Linked DNA regions of Mus musculus: regions 1 and 3 are each linked to region 2. Evidence: chromatin contacts called from public ChIA-PET and HiChIP or PLAC-seq data. All regions are on one chromosome and are shown on one strand. Each heading gives the region's core, a stretch centred on a gene start, on an enhancer-like site or on the middle of the called end of the contact. The rest is flanking DNA. Distances are from core to core; before and after follow the strand shown.

Evidence for each region. ChIA-PET counts read pairs in DNA pulled down with a chosen protein or histone mark. HiChIP or PLAC-seq counts read pairs in DNA pulled down with a chosen protein or histone mark.
Region 1: an RNA polymerase II ChIA-PET map of memory CD8 T cells shows a contact between it and region 2, with 5 read pairs. The contact joins the promoter of Tagap here to the promoter of Rps6ka2 in region 2. A contact is called at or near these places in 1 of 39 promoter capture datasets (cranial neural crest), 1 of 15 datasets of contacts at CTCF or cohesin (the NIH/3T3 cell line) and 2 of 115 datasets of contacts at active chromatin or transcription factors (astrocytes and memory CD8 T cells).
Region 3: a contact with region 2 is called in an H3K4me3 HiChIP or PLAC-seq map of stem cell-derived neural progenitor cells, with 4 times the contacts expected there. The contact joins the promoter of Cep43 here to the promoter of Rps6ka2 in region 2. A contact is called at or near these places in 2 of 115 datasets of contacts at active chromatin or transcription factors (embryonic stem cells and stem cell-derived neural progenitor cells).

What each region holds. Positions count from the first base shown.
Region 1 is chr17:7,924,569-7,927,268 of GRCm38.p6, reverse strand. Tagap (T cell activation Rho GTPase activating protein) reads right to left here and starts at 1,269. Exons shown (of 10, transcript NM_145968.2): 1 at 1,161-1,269; 2 at 333-413; 3 at 190-243. The coding sequence starts at 359. All of the region lies in intron 4 of Gm1604a (predicted gene 1604A), which reads left to right.
Region 2 is chr17:7,168,816-7,171,515 of GRCm38.p6, reverse strand. It overlaps Rps6ka2 (ribosomal protein S6 kinase, polypeptide 2), which reads right to left and starts at 1,401. Exons shown (of 21, transcript NM_011299.4): 1 at 1,073-1,401. The coding sequence starts at 1,171.
Region 3 is chr17:8,164,142-8,166,841 of GRCm38.p6, reverse strand. Cep43 (centrosomal protein 43) reads right to left here and starts at 1,324. Exons shown (of 12, transcript NM_201230.5): 1 at 1,144-1,324; 2 at 865-918. The coding sequence starts at 1,245.

The DNA of each region.
Region 1 (2,700 bases), core at 20-2,519, 760 kb before region 2:
GTCAAATGCATTGATTCTGTATTTTATCTTCTCAGATCAACATTATTTTGGAAGATCTCAATAGACGTGTTTAGTTTATAATCTGATATTCATCTCACACCAATAATTAAATAACCCAAATGAGTAACAAAAGAATGTCTTTTATCTAATTACAGTGCAAATAAAAAGTTTAAAACATTACTTTCTTACCTCTGACTGACATTCAATTAATGTCTCCATGTTGTTAGCATTAAGTGTTTTTGACTAAAAGAGAGGAAAAAGAACATCAGCGAAGGTCCTTCAGCCCCTGTCTGTGGACAAGATGAATGAGTAGGTGCAAAGGACTTACGTACACCATCGAGACTGCTTATCAGCTTCATTGGAATGGAGACTGACAGTCCAAGAGGGGGGTCCACTACCTCGAGGCTTTGATCCTGTGTACAACAAATCATAAATGAAAAGAGTTAGAAAATAGAATAACTAGTCCAGTCAAATTCAAATTTCAAAGTCAGTTTGAAAAAACAAAAAACAAAACAAAACAAAACAAAAAAGGACCCAGAGCTTAAAGCTACTGGATAGAAAAGTGTTCACCTAAAACTGGGCTCCCACTAAGAAGCATCGTTGAGAATCTCATCCAAGTTTTCATTGTGTCTTATTCTATCCAAATGAAATAAAAATTCCTACGACTCCATGAAGCAAGATAACATCAGTCTTTCTTCCTAAATGTCACCTATGATTAAGAACAGCCTCTGAGAAACTTAATCCTAAATTCTTTAAGCCACACGCCTTTACTACTCCCAAACTTTGTTACGAGTTACTAAGTTCCCATCAGGAGAGCCTGAGTACACATTACAACAACCAAGACTTGCTTTTCTGAGTGCTCGCACATACTATATTAAAAGCTCTGCACTCTCATGAAACCCAAGTAAGACAGAAATTTACCTCCAGGACAATATATACAGTGTACAGAAACAAAAGATAACATTTACAGAATCCCTAAGCCCCCAAGCTGGCAGCTGACACACAGCCCCTAGCATTCTCCATTCAGAGTCCTTCTAAGGCTGACACATGTTTCTCAATAGAGCTGTTTTTAGTGGCACTGGCCCCTGACACTTCAGGGACCCAAGACCCTCGACCCACAAGGCAGTTTATGTTTTGTCCTGTTAATCTACAGTACTTACCAGCAACGGTCTTCAGCCAGAGCTCTTTTTACCTCTGGCGAACTGTGGAAAACGGGAGACACAACATGACACTCTGACCCTAGGAGTCCACCCACAGAGACAAGGCACTGGGCCCTCAGCCTCGTGTGCTGAGTGTTATATGTGGCGGGGGCGGGCAGGTGGAAACTCAGAATATTACTGGGGCCGGAAGGAACATCATGGGTTGTTACACAGCCAAAGCCAGCCAGAGACTGCTCTGCTCTCACTTCCTCATTCCTTTTAGGGCAGCGCCGGTTCTTTCCAAGCCTAACCCCCCTAATTCCCACCCCCCCCATTTCAAAGTAAAAATGTCTACAAACTACTAGGAGTGGAAACCATGACATATTGAACATAGGCAGTGGCTCTGGTTGATGTCAAAGGTGGTGTGTGCAGGATGAGAAATTTTATTATTCTGTGTGTAAACATCACTTTCCTTTCTAGTTGTTCCTGCTGGCCCCTCCCTGCTCTGGGTGTCCTGTTTGGGTGCTGTTCCCGGTCACCCACCATCCTCTCCATCCAGGACTAGATATCAATTGGCACATCTAGGTGCAGGGTGTTGCTATAAAACCAGGACGGAGATGGAGGGATGACTTCCCCTCTTTGAAAATTACCCTCGAAAGCTACACCAGTTTCTTTGGAACTAGGGGAATTGCCCATTGAGAAATTCATTTATTTCTCATGTAGAGAACCACTGCCCTAAGTTTATTGTGAAGTACGGAGTCAGTCAGATGGGTACAGATGTGTTCATTTTAGGATCAACAACTTTGTAAAGGGAACAAAAAGCGTCACATGTTTGTCAACATGGTAGCATCTTTGGAAAATCTAGAAGAACACAACGGTTTGAAATGCAGATGCTGCAAATTATATTGCATGTAAAACTGCCCTCCAATCTGGCATCTTCTGTTGTGTCACCTCCTCTTCTTCCTTCGAGATCAAATCAGGTCGTGTGTGTGTGTGTGTGTGTGTGTGTGTGTGTACATGTGCGTGTGCGTGTGCGTGTGTGTGTGTGTGTATTGGCATCCCACCTCAGAGCTATGGCTTTGAACATTCCACGGATAATTTGATGTTTGGCTCTGTAGTATTCCACAGAATTGTCTAAGACGTTATGTTTTTGGAGCTGGAGATTAAAACCTGCCCCTCAGAACACACTCTGCCTCTGAGCTGCACCCCAATCCAGGATTGGTGTTGGGCTTCTCTAATGTCAAGGACACTGCTACTTTGGAGAAAGCCTTCTCTCCTCACCAGACAGAAGGCTCTCTCGATGATGTGAAAATGGAGCCCACTTTACAAGGTTTTTCATCTTAATTCTGAGCCGTCTTCTGAGTTATAGAACTCTTAGCCTGAGCATCTGCAGCATCCCCCAAAAAAACAGCTCAAACTTTTCTTGAGATGGAAGGTTCCCGTGCCTCGGTGTAAACACTGGCCTTGGGGACACCAGCCCTCATTCTTGGCGTTACCATGAACTCTGAATACCGAGGTTAAAATGTGAGCCCGCTAAGTCATACCTAACACCTTTATATAT
Region 2 (2,700 bases), core at 152-2,651:
GTGTTTGTCCAAAATCAGTGCTTTGCTCTCTGAGAACCGCTCTACTCTATTCAATTCTGAGCTGGAATTTAGCAACAGAAACTTTTTCAACAGCAGTTCCCTGGTGGTTTTAAGTCTGTCCCCGGACTTAAAAGGTCTCTTGATCATCACAGAGCCCTTTGCCTGTGTGTAACATACTAAGGCTGAGACAGAGCAATTCAACATGAAATCTGTGATATTTTTTTCTAACCACACACACAATTCCATATGGGCCTGCACTGAAGCAGGGACATCAATGTTCCATGAAATCTCTAGGTTAGTTGTCAACTTTCTCTTACACACTTCACTAGCAAAGCGGGTCACACGGTTTTGCTCTCTATGGACTCATCAACAACGTGGTCTGAGCACTGGGATGAGGATAGTTTAGTTGTTAGTCAGAAATGAAAGCCACCGTTAAAATCACAGACGACTGGACATGGAAGATGCGAGACCTGCAAAGGTCAAGATTTTCCGGCATCCCTCGGGTTTCAGAGCCAATCTATCTCAAAGCCTGGGCTGCGGGGGAATTGCGTCAGGCACTCCACCACCTAGGAACACCAAAATGCACAGAGCCCTCTTGAGTTGCTTTGGTCAACTCTACACTGATCTCAAATACCCTGATCCACACAGTACCAGACTCAAGGTAAAACGGGCAGGCGCCAGAGGCTACAAAACTTAGGACTCATGTAGCCTCCCAAAGCACTCCCACACCACGCGGCAACCCAGCTGCACCGACCGCACCCCTCCTCTAAAGCCTCTCTCTAGGAGTGACCCCGAATCCTGTGCACACAGGGGCACTAGAAAGAAATTCACTGAGGTTAACTTCAATCGCAGCAAGGACTCGCTCTCTGCAGTTGTTATGAAGTGCTAACATTTGGAGTCGATTTGATAGATTTTCATGACAACTGGACCAGTTTTCAAATAACTTCCCACAGCTGGCTCCGGTCTGGGGTGATGATGCACTGGACTGTAGCCGCACGCCCTGAGGCTCTACATGCCCACTCCAGGCGCAGCGGGGACCCGCATCCTGCGCGCTCCCGGGGAGGGCCTTTACCTCGAGGCGACTCAGACTGGAGCTCTTGGAGCGCGACTTCTTGCGCAGGTACACGGAGAAGAACCTGCGCACCGTGAACTTCTTCATGCTCAGCTCCATCGCCCCGCGCCCAGCTGCCAGGAGCCGCAGGGCCGGCGGGCGCGCATCCCCGGCACATCCCAGGCTAGGCAGCGCGCTGGCGGGCACGCGCGCCGGGGAGCCCGACGCGGCGGCCCTCGGCGCGGATGCGGGCTGCAAGCACAAAGGGCAGGCCGCACCGGCCACCGGGCCCGGGTCCCTGGATCACTCCCGCGGCGCCTTTGCCTCCGGCCAGGAGTACCAGCTCCCGGCAACCTGCCCCGCCCATAGACTACACCCAGCGTCGTTCCGACCAACCAGAGTGCGACGCTGCGCCACGCCTACACGCCCACCCACCAATCAGTGCCCGCAGCCAGAGCTCTTTTCCCCTTTAGTCGGAAAACCTACTCCGGACAGCCCCACCCTCACCCCGCCCACCACCGTACTCTCCAATTATCACCAGCCATCCTGCCCAGGGGCGTTGTCCCCGTGAACGCCTCCAATCAGCGCCGTTGCCTACTCCTCCCTCTCCTACAACTCCTGCCCTCAGAGAACAGTGGGGTGCAGTATCGCCCTGCCCACTGCCACGGCCGCCAATCAGCGCCCACGCCCGTTGTGAGCTTAATCAGTCGCTCCTGAGGCACGCTGCTCTTGTCCTGTCTCCCTGCCTCTTCTGTCCGAGCTGTTGTGTTCTTCTCCGAACACCTCTGTCCACTTGGACTCCACGCTTAGCATTTTGAATTTCTCTGCAAAGCAAAACTTTAATGACCTAGCATGCTAGAAAAGCGCCCACAAGCACTACACTCGGGTCACTCCTACAGCTGGTCCCTGCAACTCCTTGCTTATTGGGGAATCATTGGGAGAGGACCCCGCCTGCTTCGCAGTGTCAGCGGCCTTCCTCCTCTCGGTGAGGACGCCTCACGTGGTCGGGGCCAGCAGCTGAGAACAAAGGCTCACATCCGCTCTCTGTGACCTCGGGCTCCATTTATAGACAATTATCCTCACAGATGACTATCAGGGCCAGCAGCAGGAACATCCTGAGTCTCAGTCTGAGGAAGCAATCAGAGCCTGCTTTAACCTAAGTCCAAATGATCCTTCCTAGTCACACAAAAAGAAAGGCTGAGGTTAATAAAGTCTTATGCCCCGTGGCAGAATAGAAGCAGATTAGAGAAGAGCTGAGGGTAAGCCCAGTTCCTTTGGCCACTGGAGAAAACAGATTCACTCTCCTGCATGATATGCAGCCCACCGGGCAGTTCTCAACACTTTCCCACCCAGACTGGTGGTAGTCATAAAGGACACAGGAATCAAAAGATCCAACATGCTGGGAAACCCACGTCACATAAAACATCAAAGGGCTAATTTCACCTGGAGCAGGAGTCAGTCCCATCTAGAGCGGGCTTTTAGGAACTGCTATCCCTCTGGTGTGGGGCTCCAGAGATAGGCTGCATGCAGTGTAAGGGTTTGCAGCTTCAGTAGAGACAGTGTACACTGGCTTGTGACTTGTGACTTGACCTCAGCATCTCTCCCCGTGATGTCTTAGCTCCCAGAGGTGCCTTCTAAGGATGAAATCA
Region 3 (2,700 bases), core at 75-2,574, 1.0 Mb before region 2:
AAGAAAGCTAAAGGGGACCAGACGGGAGAACCCCAGACCCTGCTCAGTTACAACCCACCACTACGGAACTCACACAGTCACCTGGCTAAGTGACTTTTCTTTGGCAATGCTTATGCAGAAACAGGTTAAGAAAATAATTCACTGGATCAAATGATAATTACTGTTTAACTAGAAAGCAAAGAAACATGAGACTCCCAAGGGTGGACAATGGGACCCAGCCTGGCCAAGAACCAACCAGTAAGGATGAAGAGGAGAAAGTTAAGAGCAGGTAGGTTAAACAGGGCCACAGCCGTGGAAGGATGGAGGCAGATCTGTCACACAGTAAGACTTTGATTCTCCTGTGATTCTTACTGACAAGGAGTTACAGGACATTTACTCAGGATGGTTGCTGGGGCCTGGGGTAGGCAGAAAAGCCAAGTTATTAAACATTCAGGTCTCACTAGATTTCTTTTTTGGGGGGTGGGGGGATAAGATCAGAGATGTTTTTAAAGTAATGGTCAGATTTTTAACCAACCAATCAGAATTTGGGAAAAGGTTCCAGTGTGCATTCCTTACTGCCAAGACATTTGAAGTGTACTAGCTTATAAAAATTTCAAAGTAATACTTCCGGTAACTCAACGAACCGCTTTCACGTGACTCCTGCACCTGAGCCTTAGCTACTACTGTCTCCCGAAATTCCTGTGCTACTTTAAGGCCACTCTAAACGTGCAAAATGATTTAGAAAATGAGTATTGGTAAAAGCCCAATCCTTAGCCGTTCAGAAGCATCCCCGGTTAGTTACTGAACTATTTCAGGACGGCTTTTCATTTATTAGAAACCGGGCATTAAGAGGTACGGCATGAACAAGGTCTGGGGATCTCTTACCTCTACTTTTTCTTGTTCTTCTAGTGCTAAAAACACAGCCGCTCTGAGTTCAGCCTTCAAAAAAAAAAAAAAACCACAAGATTATAAGTCAGTTTCGCAACCTGAAAGAACGGGGGCAGACACGAGGGTGCCGGCCGCGCGGGCAGCGAGCGATGGAAGGCGACGGGCCTGTGCGCTCCACACCCGGCCCACGAACTCGGGCCAAGGCCCCACGGCCGCGTGGCCGCCTCGTGCCGGCGTCCCGCGCAGCCCCGAGCCCCGGCGGCCGCCCCGCCGCACCTTGATGCGGTTCAGCACGCCGCTGTTCTCCAGCGTCTGCACCAGCAGGTCGCGCAGCTCCGTGTCTTCCTCGGCCACCACCGCGGCGGTAGTCGCCGCCATCTTGCTTCTCCAAGACAACCACCCAAGCCGCGCTAACGGCCAACGGCCGCCGCGGAAGCCACCCGGCCCGCGAGCGCGCAGTCGCAGCCCCGCCCCTCACGCGGGGAAGAAGACCTACGGGGTGGGGCCTTCAGGCCGGTGTTTGGGTTTCATGACGCGAGGGGCGAGGTCTCAGCGTGTCGTTTATGGGCGGAGCCATGGACACGGGGCGGGGTCAGGCTCTGGTGACCGGGTCAGGCTCTGGTGACGCGCTCTGTGGCATATTAACAGAATTATATTAGAAATTTCACTAAATTGCACTTAATTTCCCCATTCCTGTGCGAGAGAAGAGTCCACTTTGGCTGAACTTACTGGCTCGACCCGCTTAGATGGCGGTGTCGGGGGGAGAGGCTCTGGGAGGGAGGGACAAGAGGAACTGCGGAGCGGAGACTCCAAGTGGGCGGAGTAAACTGCGGGGCGGGGCCTTCCAAGGGGTTGTTTCTAAGCGTGAGCAGCAAGTAGGCATTCTATTCTCGCCTCTGTGCGTGTATACTCGCTCAGCTTAAGCCGGTTTTGCTCGGCGGCGGGGTCTGCTGTCTCTGGAACCTTGCTCTTATTCTTTTGAAAGAGCAATCGGCCAGGAGAGGAAATTCCAGGCTGCCTCATACATGGGAAGCTTCAAACGTGTTGGCTTGGAACTTCACAAAGTTTCCCCATACCGGTCTGTAAAAGGGTTGTGGACTCATTTCCAACCACGCAAGTGGCCTGTGCAGTATGAATGCATATTCACGTAGGAATAAAGTTAAACGCTTTCTGTGCTGCTTTTTATGAGAGAAACTAGAAGAGTGGTTTTTTTGTTTGTTTTCCTACATCTTCCAAGAAAGGAACCATTGAGAGGTTAATTTTTAAGCCTGGCCTTAAGGAGAACAGTTAGGGGGTTAGAAGGGTCACACCGAACACTGAGGACATTGGTTAAGAGGGAGCAAAGAGTACTTCCCATGCTGGCAGTCTAATTACAATCGGGGCACAGGAAAGGAAATGGGTTTAATAGATCAGGAAAAACTAAGAGGAGTCCTTGTAGTGTGCAAACTTCAAGCTAGGGCCAGATGAAGGGGAGAGTGCTCCAGTAAAGGAAGAAACTCGTCTGTGTGCAGTGAAAGCAGCACTGGTGTAGTTGGCAGAAGGAACCAGGAATGGGGGTTGGGAGGCTGGTCCAATGCAGATGACACACTACTGTGGAGAATGACGGGCTTGAGGCATTAGCTGATCTGTAGATCGGATACTCAGAAAGGTCTGAAATGCATCTAATCAATACTTTCAAATTGAGTGGCTATCCTGTTCTAGACCCTTGAAGATTGAGAGGCTTGAAGATGTTGAAAACTATCTCCCACAGCCAGGCAGCCATCAGTCTGAAGCCTTGGAGTGAGCCCTTGAGTGAGGACGGGGAAACTGCAGCTGGAGGGCCTGGAGGGAGAC